Regions from separate parts of the Mus musculus genome. Here region 2 is linked to region 1. A link is a contact called in public Hi-C data. All regions are on one chromosome and are shown on one strand. The core of a region is the stretch at or near the end of the contact, and the rest is flanking DNA. Distances in the headings are between cores, read along the strand shown.

Region 1 (5,457 bases), core at 1,529-4,028:
TGATGTAAACCACAGGCCAAGAACCTTCTCCAGTATAGGGAAAGGTCTTCTCCATAGCTAGGCTCATGGTCAACACACTGAGGTCGGCTAGCTTTCTGTCACTATAACAAAATACTCAAGATAACTAGGTTATAAAGATAAAAGTTTAATTTTGTCTCACAGTTTTGGAGCTTCCAGTCTGATTGCCTTGGTCTTGTGGTAAGGTAGTGCATCATCGAGGGAGGTGGGGGGAACACACAAAGAAGCGAAATTGCTCATTTTGTGGGCAAGAAGCAAGTTTAAGAAAAAAGAGGGAAAGGCGTGGGGTGTAAGAGTACATGCCCAGTAATCTAAAGATCATAAGGTCCCAGTTCTCAAATGTTCTATTAACTACAAAGAGTCTTTCCTTGGGGACCAAGGTAGTAGCTGTAGCCGTGGGGTTTTGGAAGACATTCCACATCCAAACTAAAACACCTCCTCAGTAGAAGACTAACAAGGGACAAAACAATACATGCACACCCTCATTTTAAGTTGCACAAAAGATTTCAAAGAATGAAGACCAAAGTGACAGGGAAAACCCTTGTGAAGACCAAAGTGACAGGGAAAACCCTTGTCTCCTTGTGAAGCCTGATGGAGAATTGGGCAGCTGAGCAGGCATGTAATTGGGTGAGAAGCATAGGGTGTAATGTGATTGGGTGAGAAGCATAGGGTGTCGTGTGATTGGGTGAGAAGCATAGGGTGTCATGTGATTGGGTGAGAAGCATAGGCTGTAATGTGATTGGGTGAGAAGCATAGGGTGCCATGTGATTGGGTGAGAAGTGTAGGGTGTAATGTGATTGGATGAGAAGCATAGGGTGTCATGTGATTGGGTGAGAAGCATAGGCTGTAATGTGATTGGGTGAGAAGAATAGGACGTAAGTGGGGATTAGTGCAACCTGCTTGTCTAGGCTCTTTCCTGCATCTTCATAGACAAAGATTTTTTTTTAATTTTTTTTTTTCGGGAAACAAGACGCACATCTTCCAAATGAAGTTCTCTTGACCTACTTTTGGGAAGAAGAGGGCTCTCGGCTGGCTGTGGTCTCCGTGTCTTTCTGCTGCTCTACTTCTCTAAGCTGGTGATGGACTCTTATCCCTCTGGAGCCAAAAGCTTAAGTCCGTTTTTCCTTCTGTAAGTTGCCTTGGTCATGGTGTTTTATCCCAGGAATAAAGAAGTTAACGATCCAGTCTCTCACTGGCTAGGCTTACACTGATTAGTCTGGGTTGACTGAGAGCCCAAGGTCCACTTGTCTCTACCTTCTCAGGGCCTAGACCACAAAGGCGAGCTACAAGGCCTGGCTTTTGACAGGGACAAACTCAGGTTTTCATGCTGGTAGGGCAAACACTTTCCCCACAGAGCCATCTCCCCATACCTAGACTAGAATTTTTTGATACTGGAAACAATCAATGACTGTATTTTCCTGTCAGGAGGTGTTGGGATGGAACAAAACCCCCATGTAGCATTTGGATCCTCAAAGGTTGATTGAATGCTTCTATCAGTGTAATAATAGTTCCAAACCTGGCTTCAATGCTTTCTTTTATTTGATATTCTTCCTTTAGTTCAGGCTGACCTGGAACTCACTTATGTAGCCTACCCAGGCTGGCTTCAAACACTTGGCACTTCTCCTGTCTCAGTCTCAGGAGTGCTGAAGACATAGATGCAAGCCACAACACCTGGTGCTTGCTTTGAAGCTAATGTCTAGACAAACAACATGAAGAGAAAAGGAAGCGTGCTCTAAATTTATGTTTGAAATCCCGTCTTCCTATTTGAGATGTTCTTAGAGTGCTCTCTGCAGTAAAGAGCTGCCTCCTTCCGTTGCTCCTCTCAAATCCTAGTCAATAGACAGTCTCAAGCCCTAACAGGCAAGCTCTGCCCCATCCAGGCCAGGTGCTCCAGCCCTCTCTACTCCTTGTTTCCTGTCCCTTTCAGTGTGAATCATACAGGGTCAGAGACCCTGAGCAGAGACCACTTACAGATTTTTTTTTCTTTTAAAGAGATGTGTCTAGTTCTGGGGCCAGACTGGCCTTGAACAGTGACTCTCTTGTTTCACCCCCCCCACAAAGCTCAAGTGGCAGCTATGTGTCACCCTGTCTACCTAAAATCCCACGTCTTTGTCTCCTGTAGGAGAAAGGGATGACATGAACACTCACTGCTGACCTATGTCTTCTTTTCACTTTAAGAAGCAGCTGTGGAGATTGGACCTTCATGACTTTTGTATCTTTAAAGCAATGTTGACTTCGTCCCCTTCAGTAGTTCTAGTGGACCAGGGAAGAACCTTTAATCTGGACAAGTAGAACTTGAACAGAAACCATCAAAAGCCAAGGGAAGCTAGGCTGGAGCATAGCAGACCAAGATGCCCAAAGGAGTCCCCGTGATTCAGGTCTGAGCCTGGACTCATTCCCACTCAATGGCACCTCCGAGGCTTGTGCACAGTAGTTCTCTGGGCCCAGGTCAGCCATTGGTGGTCACCTGTCCATGACCAATGGCCCCTTTGTTCCATGGTGAAGGGCTGACTGCTGAGCTGTGTCCAATGTCCTTTCCATGCCGAATACAAGCTCAGGTATTGCACTGAGACTCGGGGAAGAAGTTTAGGAGGGGAAAGGACATTTTAAAATGTGTGATTACTCTTGGCTATTGCTTTTTTTTTTTTTTTTTTTTTTTTGTGCCTCAGGGGACCAGAAAAACAAGTCCAACCAGTGTCAAACCCCAAGCGGTATGTGATTCTGTGTGTTCCTGTGGCAGGCTGGGTGTAATGAACTGCCAAGAACAGGCTATATTTGCAGGTGGCAGGCTCCCAAGGAAGGCCTCCTGATTACCCTGTGTCGGCCTCTTAACATGCCTAAGAAATATGTGACTGCCCCTTCCGCTCGGCTAATCTTCCCTGAAGGGTGTCCAGTGTTGAATCTGGAGACAGTTAGGTTAATTTTAGTGACTGTTGGCTTTCTGATCTGTGAACTCCCCGCCCCCCACGCCACCCTTTTTCTCTAATTTCATGGTCCAGTTTCCTAGTTCGCTTCCTCTTGTCTGTCTACTCTGTCAAACACAGTCTCAGATGACTGGCATTCTGTCTTCATCAAAGCTAAAGAGGGTTTTATGTTCACTGTGTTTTCTGGTTAAAAGTCACTGGGGTAAAGTGCCCCCCACCTCCACCACCAGTGGAATAGCTAGACACACAGTGTTTTCTTACTTGGAGACCAGGAAGAAACTGAACTGTGGGGGGCCCTCAAAGGTTTCAGGATAGGCATCATTAAAGGAATATAAATTTAGGATATAAAATCCAAGATGAATGGATACAAATTGTATGTTCTTTCTGACAGTGAGAATGCTTAGAAGCTTGCCTCAATAAAACTCCAATAAAATGCAGAGTATTTTCTAGCCATCCCCACTTTTATTTTCTCTGGAATCAGTGACCTGTAAGCTCCCTCATGACCCCTGGGTTGGAGGGACCCAAGGGCTGCAGGGGGGTGGTTCTTCTTCTCCCAAGAGGCTCTCCTGGGCCAATAAGCCTTTATTTCTGACCTTTTTTCACTGGCTCTAGTGGGCCATGAAAACCTAAATGCGGTGGCTTTCAGATGCCTGGGAAGCTGCAAGGCCTCCTGAATCAAATCCTGTAGGGGAGTTTTACTCCCAGATCTTCAGGTCATTGATCCCGAAATAACAGCCTCGAGTCATCTGTGGGAGTCGTTTCTCTTGAGAAGGAGAGGCAGCTGAATAGGATGCAGGGTGATGTCACTAGACAAGCTTTCTCTCAGGACAGGAAGCTCTCACTTCCAGTGTCTGGGAGACTTGAAAAAGGATCACCAATAGGCATGCAGATGATTATCTTGGTGGGAAAGTCTGAAAGACTAATCAATCAAATAAGTTACTAATTACCCAGAGGCTAACTGAAGCCTCCCTCTCCCCCTCCCCCTTTCCCCCTCCCCCTCTCCCCCTCCCCCTCTCCCCCCTCCCCCTCTCCCCCTCCCTCTCTCCCCCTCTCCCCCATCCCCCTCCCCCCCTCTCTGCATGCATATGGAGGTGCCTTAGGTTTCATTGCTGTGAAGGGACAACATGACCAAGGCCACTCTTATAAAGGACAACATTTAATTGGGGCTGGCTTACAGGTTAGAGGTTCAGTCCGTTATCATCCTGGCGGAAGCATGACAGCATCCAGGCAGACATGGTGCTAGAGGAGCTGAGAGTTCTACATCTTGATTTGCAGGCAGCAGAAGGAGATTATTTTTAATAGGCAGCCAGGACCACTCCCACAGTGACACACTTCATCCAACAAGGCCACACCTCCTAATAGTGCCTTTCCTTGTGGGCCAAGCATTCAAACATATGAGTCTATGGGGGAACCACAGGAGGTCAGAGGTCAGCCTCGAGCATCATTCCTCAGGAGCATCTGACTTGGTTTTCTGAGAAAGTCACTCAGTGGCCCGGAGCTCCTCAGGTAGGCCAAGCTGGCTCTGTTTCCAGTGCTGGGGTCCAAAGCATGCACTGATACCCCTGGCTTTTTATGTGGCTCCTGAGGTTGAGACTCAGGTCCTCCCACTTGGGTGGCAAGCACTTTATAGACTGAGTAATCTTACTGGGATTTTGGTCCCAGGATCTTATGGGCAATACATGGGTTTTAAACCAGAGAGCAGACAGTGCCCATTCTCTGGTGTCCTTCTGACTCCCCACGTGTTTCCATCTGACATGATCTGCATGGCAACACGGCATGACAGTGGCATGTGTGACAGCGGCTTGCCAGAAATACCGGCATGCAGAATAAGACTAATCGAAAATCCCTGAGCGCTCAGCCCACAGTGGGACGATTGGTCTGTCCGCCCCTAAGTGAGTCTGAAGGCCCACAGTAAGCAGGGAGTGGTTTCTGTAAGATTTGTCTAAATAAGAAAATTAAGTAGTCTTTTCTAATTAGGAAACTGATCTTTTACTTAAGCAATTCCCAGTGCCTAGCCTGGGAGTCAGCCAATACCTGGATTCTAGCCTTGACTCTGACAGTGTTTAGCTATACGGCCTTAAATGTGGACTTGGTACCTCCTCTTGCTGCGTTCCTGTGATGGTAGTGATGTCACTTGCCAGCTTATTCTGCAGGGTGATTGTAACAACCACAGAAGACGTTAAAATGTTTAGATGCAATAGCAACAATATGCCCATTGCATCATTTTTTTTTTTTTTTTAGATGAGGTCTTCCTTTGTGGCCAAGAGTGGCTTCTCACTCAGGCAATCCTGCCTTAACCTGAGCGCTGGGATTGTAGGCATGCCTCACCAGGGTTGGCTCTATTCCAACTTTCTTGTCTGCTGCCCTGTGTAAGTGTGCAACGGGCCCTCACAGCTCTGTTCTTTGGGGTGAGGGAAAGGGGCGATGAGGTGGAAAAGCTTCTGTGTGTGTCCCTTCAGCATCAGCAAGAACTTGCTACAGAATGCCTTCTTACCGTTTGAGGAGCTCCCTCAGC
Region 2 (5,457 bases), core at 1,228-3,727, 230 kb after region 1:
AGGGTAGGGAGGTTTGGCCTGAGGCACAGAGGCGAGACTGGTAGAGAGTCCCATCGAGCTGAAACTCAGGGGAGAAAGGAAAAGAAGACAAGGCTTGCTGAGAAATTATCTTTGTTGGGCGTTTATTGCCATGACAAAAGGAACTCAGGAGGGAAGGCATTTATTTCAGTTTGCCATTTCGCACTGCAATCTGTCATCTCAGGGAGTTGGGGCACAAACCTGGAGGCAGGGACTGAAGTAGAGACCACAGAGGAATGCTATTTGCTGGTTTGCACTTCATGGTTTTCTCGGCCTGCTTCCTCATAGCTCCCAGGACCACCAGCCAACCCAGGGGAAGCTCTGCCACACACACACAGTGAGCAGAGCCCACCAGACACCAATCATTAATCAAGAAAATGCCCTGGGAGCTTGCCCACAGGCCAATATCGTGGGGGTGTTTTCTCAGTTGAAATTCCCTTTTCCCAGATGACTCAAGCTGTGTCAAGTTGACATAAAACTAGCCAGCACAGAAAGACTACTGATGTTATACCCAGCATAGTAATTAAGGAGGAGTTATTATATATGTGTGTACTTAAGGTGTTATGTATTCTTCGAAATTTTCACATGTGTGTAACATGTATGTTGATCATCTGCTCTTCTGCTGCCCTCACTTCAAACTCTCTCTCTCTCTCTCTCTCTCTCTCTCTCTCTCTTCGGTTATTCAGCCCACTGTATACAGTTAGTGCTGCTTATGTGCACACAGGCATTAGGGCCATCCACTGAAGCATGGAGAACCTACTAGTGGCCACACTCTTAAAGAAAAGTGAATTCTCCTCCCCACAACAGCCCACAGGTTGGCAGCTCCTCCCTCTTACATGGTAGGATTTTTAGCTGGCTTGATATCGTGCAGCTACTATGTGGGTAACTACTGTTTCTATGAGTTCATATGTACAACAGCAATGTTACAGCCACAGAAATCCTGCCTATTCTAGCTCTTACATTCTTTCTGACAAAACTCCCTGAGCCATAGAACGGGAGGGGGAGTGGAGGGGAGGTGATAAAGATGTTCCCTGTATGGTCAGGTACTCACAATTGCCTATTCTAAGCACTTTGAACAGTAACAATTATGTATTCCCACAATAACTGTTACCACTGCAAAACAAACCAAAGCAAGATCTTTTGACAGAGGCTGGGAGCAGCACAAGCCTATGGCTATAAACATAAATATTTAGAAGGAGGTTTGACAAGACCATTTAGAAAAATAGCATCAATTGTGTCTCCCCTACAGTCTATGAGTTCCCTAGACATGGGTTTTTGCCTTCTCATATCAGGCATGGAACGTCATCTGTGGAGCAGGCTCACTTGTCTCCCTCTCTCAAGCTTCATCCTCCCTCCAGTCCTTTCATATTCTACTTCTATATGGGTATTTCTAAAAAGAAAACAAACAGCAACATCAACACCTGCTTGCTTTCCTGTATCAGTAGCATGCCTAATAAACTATACTAGTAAGGAAAGAGTGGAACAAAAGCAGAGAGGAGGCGCATCAGGAGGGGAAATGGAGGAGAAATTGGGATTCACAATGGCCTATGGCTTCTCAATATTCCATCACCTGAAGTGGTTTTTCTGCGGAATGTGTGTTCTGGGTGAGGTTTCATGTCCTCCTATGTCCATGGCCCATAGCATCTTTCATAAGGACCTTAATGATGATAAAATATGCACAACACAAAAGGTACTCGCTGTCTCCACGACAGTGCTTCATTCATGGGCATTGTTGTGTAACCCACCTCCAGAGCTGTCTTCGTCTTGCAAAACTGAAATTCTGTAGTCACTAAACACTACCCATTCCTTCTAACTCCCATCAATCACTCCATCACCATGGACTGCACGTTCTCAGTGATGACTCTCGTTGAAAGTTGAGTTTTTGTGACTGGTTTGTTTCACTCAGCGTCATATTCTCAAGGCTCAAGGCTCATTGGTGTGGAACCAGGTATTAACTATTTCTTTAATATAGAGATATTTGGGTCCCTTTATAAGCACAGGTGTGGAAGTGTCTCTTCAGGACCTCACTTTCCAGTCTTTTGGTTATATTCCAAGAAATGGAACTGCATGATCATGGGTAATTATACTTTCCTCTTGTGAGTAATCTCCATACTGTTTACCACGACATCTACACATTTTTGGATTTCCACCAGTGTCATGCAGGCACTCCAGTTTATCCATAGCTTTGACGTAATTTTCTGTTTTGCTTTGTTGTTGTTCACTAGTTGCTGTATTCCTTACTACTCTCTTATCCCTGTGGCAAATGCCCAACATGAAGCAAGAGCTCATAGTTTGTGGATATATACAGTCCGTGCTGGCAGGGAAGGTGTGGGAACTAGGCAGTTGATCACACGGCATCTGCAGTCAGGAAGCAGAGAGGGATGTGTGCTCGGGCCCAGTCACTATCCCCGCTCTTTTCCTTTTACTCAGTCTGGCACTCTGGTCATGTGATAGTTCCGCTCGCACTCAGAGTGGGTCTCCCATCCTCATTTAAGAATCTCTGCAAACAGTCTCAGATAAACCAGGACATGTGTCAGCTAGGTCACTCCAAATCCAGGCAAGTTGACAAAGAAACTTGACATCATGGTCATCAAGCCAATGGGTGTAAGTTGGCTCTTGGGTGTATATGGATAACCAGCAATTTCACTGACTGGCTGTAAGTCTGTCTTTGGAACAAATTCGGATCTGAATTGTTCTCCAGGGCCTGCATATTAAAAGCTTGGTCCTCAGCTTTGTGATCCTAGAAAATGGTCGAACCTTGAAGCAGTAGGGTGGAGTGGAGCTGCCCGTTTACTGTGGACATACTCTCAAAAGAGACTCTGGAATACCCTAGTCCTTCTGCCCTTTCCAGCAACTGTGAGGTGAGATTTCCTCCACCGTGAGACCCCTGCATGGGATTATATACTGCCTCATAGAATCACATGGCTAAGCAGTCATGAACTGGAGTCTCTGAGACTGGGAGCCTACGTGCGCCTTTCTTCCTTTTAAGTGGCTCTTTGTTGTAGTAATAAAAAGCTGGCTGACACAATTAGTTTATAAATGGCTGTGAAATGGTAAGAATTTTGACCTGGCTCTAATGTACCAGGAATGTAATTAAAGGAAACTATTCTCATTCTTGTGCTTGGACAGTCCCTTATGAGCAAAACCTGATTTTACACAGTTCCTCTAAGTTCTTGAGACATGTTGATTTGTCCTTGACTCCAGAACTGAGAGCCATTGCCCCTTGAGTTGAGTTTTCAGTTTAAAGGCGATTCTTCACAGACATCCAGTTAAAATCCATCTGCCATGGTTCAGGGCTGCAGGGGAGACAAAGACAAGAGAAAGTAAGTACCTAAAAAGACTCCAGTGAGTCAACCCTATGCTCGATAGACCACAGTCCTGTGGGAAGGGCTGCTGTCTGTGATGGCTCTGGTGTCCACACAGCCAAGACACAAGACATACATATTTGTATGTACATACATACATACTACTTACATACACATGTACATACATACATACATAAACTTTTGTTTAAATTGAAGTGTGTGTATGTATGTATATACATATGTGTGTATATGTATGTATGTATATAAGTGTGTATGTCTGTGTGTGTATGTATATATGTGCATAAGTGTGTGTATATATGTGTGTATATGTGTGTGTGAGTGCATGTCTCTCTCTCTCTCCCTGTCTTTCTCTCTCTCTCTGTCTTTCTCTCTCTCTCTGTCTTTCTCTCTCTCTCTGTCTTTCTCTCTGTCTTTCTCTCTGTCTCTGTCTCTGTCTCTGTCTCTGTCTCTGTCTCTGTCTCTCTCTGTCTCTCTCTCTCTCTGTCTCTCTCTCTCTCTCCTAGTGAACTTATGGGCTCATAATAGAGGTCAGAGGTCAACCATCATCAGAGTGTCTTCCTCAACCACTTCTCCACTTTACTTTTCTGATACAGGGATTCTTGTGAATCTGGTGGTGACGATTTGGGCTGGACTGTAACCGCCAGAATCCACCTGTCTCTGGCCCTCAGAGCTGGGGTCACTAATGTACACGGCCATGCCCAGCCTTTACTTGGGTGCTGTCCTCATGCTTGTGCAGAAAGCACTTTACTCTTGAAGCCACCTCCTCAGCACCCTGCTCTTTCATTTATTGGCAATCACTTCACTCTCAGTGGCCTCGATGCGTTCCCTCACTTCTTACTGTATTTGTAAGAGCCAAGGACATTCAACATCTTATTTGTATCTTGCTGACACTTCCTCTCTAAGTCATAAGCAATATATATAAACAATTGGGTTTTAAATGGAAGCTTGTATGCTTCTTATGTGAGTAGGGGGCACATATGTGTGTATGTGTATGCATGCAGGTGGTGCCCATACAGAGCCAGAGGTTGATGCAGGATCCTTCTATCACTCTGCACTTTGTTTTTATTATTTATTTACGTATTACTTTCTTGATCATTATCTCTTGACCAAGAGACCAAGTAGGAAAAGAGGAAGTGTGTACTAGACAGTTGGTGACACTGGGCAGTTGACTTGCTTGTTAAACATTAGATGTTCTGGCTAGGATTATTTTTTTGTTTCCTCCTCCTCCTCTTCTTCCTCCTCCTCCTCCTCCTCCTCCTCCTCCTCCTCCTCCTCCTCCTCCTCCTCCTCCTCTTCCTTCTCCTCCTCCTCTTTTGTCAACTTGATATAATATAGAGTCATTTGGGAAGAGAGAACCTCAGCTGAGAAAAGGCCTGTGGGCAAGCCTGTGGGGCATTTCCTTAATTGATTGATGTAGGTAGACCAGCTCTATGAGTGGTGCCATCCCTGGGCAAGTGGTCCTGAGTTGTGGTGAGAAAGCTGGCTAAGTGTAATAAGGTAGTAAGCAGCAATCCTCCGTGACCTCTGCATCAGTTCCTGCCCACAGGTTCCTGCCTTTCATTCCTGCCCTGAGTTCCTTAGGTGATAGACTGTGATGTAGAGCTGTAAGCTGAAATGAACTCCGCTAATTCCTTTTGGCCGTGGTGTTTTACCACAGTGATAGAAACCCTAACTAAGACAGCAGTCATTCTTTAGTAATGGGTTTAGGATTGGTTCTAGGACCCCTGCAGATACCAAAACGCTCAGGTGCTTTAGGTGAGTATATGATCTAGCATTTGCATATCATCCATATATTCCCTCTCACACACTGTAAATCACATCTAGATTACATATAAAACCAAGTACAACATAAAGGTTATGTAAATAACTGCTGCATAACTTAGGGAATAATAGAGTCTGAACACGGCCAGCACAAGCCATTTTTTTTTTCTGTGCATTTTTGATCCACTGCTGGTTGAATCTGCAGATACAGAAGGCCAACTGGACCTTGACTACTGGCCATTGTATATGACCTGATGTTCAGTTGTAGGTTTTGTCATGTGCGGAGAAGGAAAGGAGGCTTCTGAGAGGAGCAGTGATGGGAAGGACAACAACGGCTCTGTGAGCATCCTGA

Evidence for each region. A called contact is a pair of places that touch in the nucleus more often than the background predicts.
Region 2: a Hi-C map of the N1E-115 cell line shows a contact between it and region 1, with 5 times the contacts expected there. The contact joins two enhancer-like sites. A contact is called at or near these places in 4 of 484 Hi-C or Micro-C datasets (the N1E-115 cell line, liver and nephron progenitors).

Annotation. Positions count from the first base shown.
Region 1 is chr13:97,307,888-97,313,344 of GRCm38.p6, forward strand. No RefSeq gene overlaps it. Among named protein-coding and RNA genes, the nearest start is that of Gm33390, 11 kb to the left of the region's middle. Within about 2 kb of position 2,779, at least 52 of the 459 cell types and tissues checked have an H3K27ac peak or open chromatin away from gene starts, as enhancers often do. A contact at or near this core is called in the N1E-115 cell line, where this site is marked.
Region 2 is chr13:97,539,999-97,545,455 of GRCm38.p6, forward strand. No RefSeq gene overlaps it. Among named protein-coding and RNA genes, the nearest start is that of Gm41029, 4.1 kb to the left of the region's middle. Within about 2 kb of position 2,478, at least 2 of the 459 cell types and tissues checked have an H3K27ac peak or open chromatin away from gene starts, as enhancers often do. A contact at or near this core is called in the N1E-115 cell line, where this site is marked.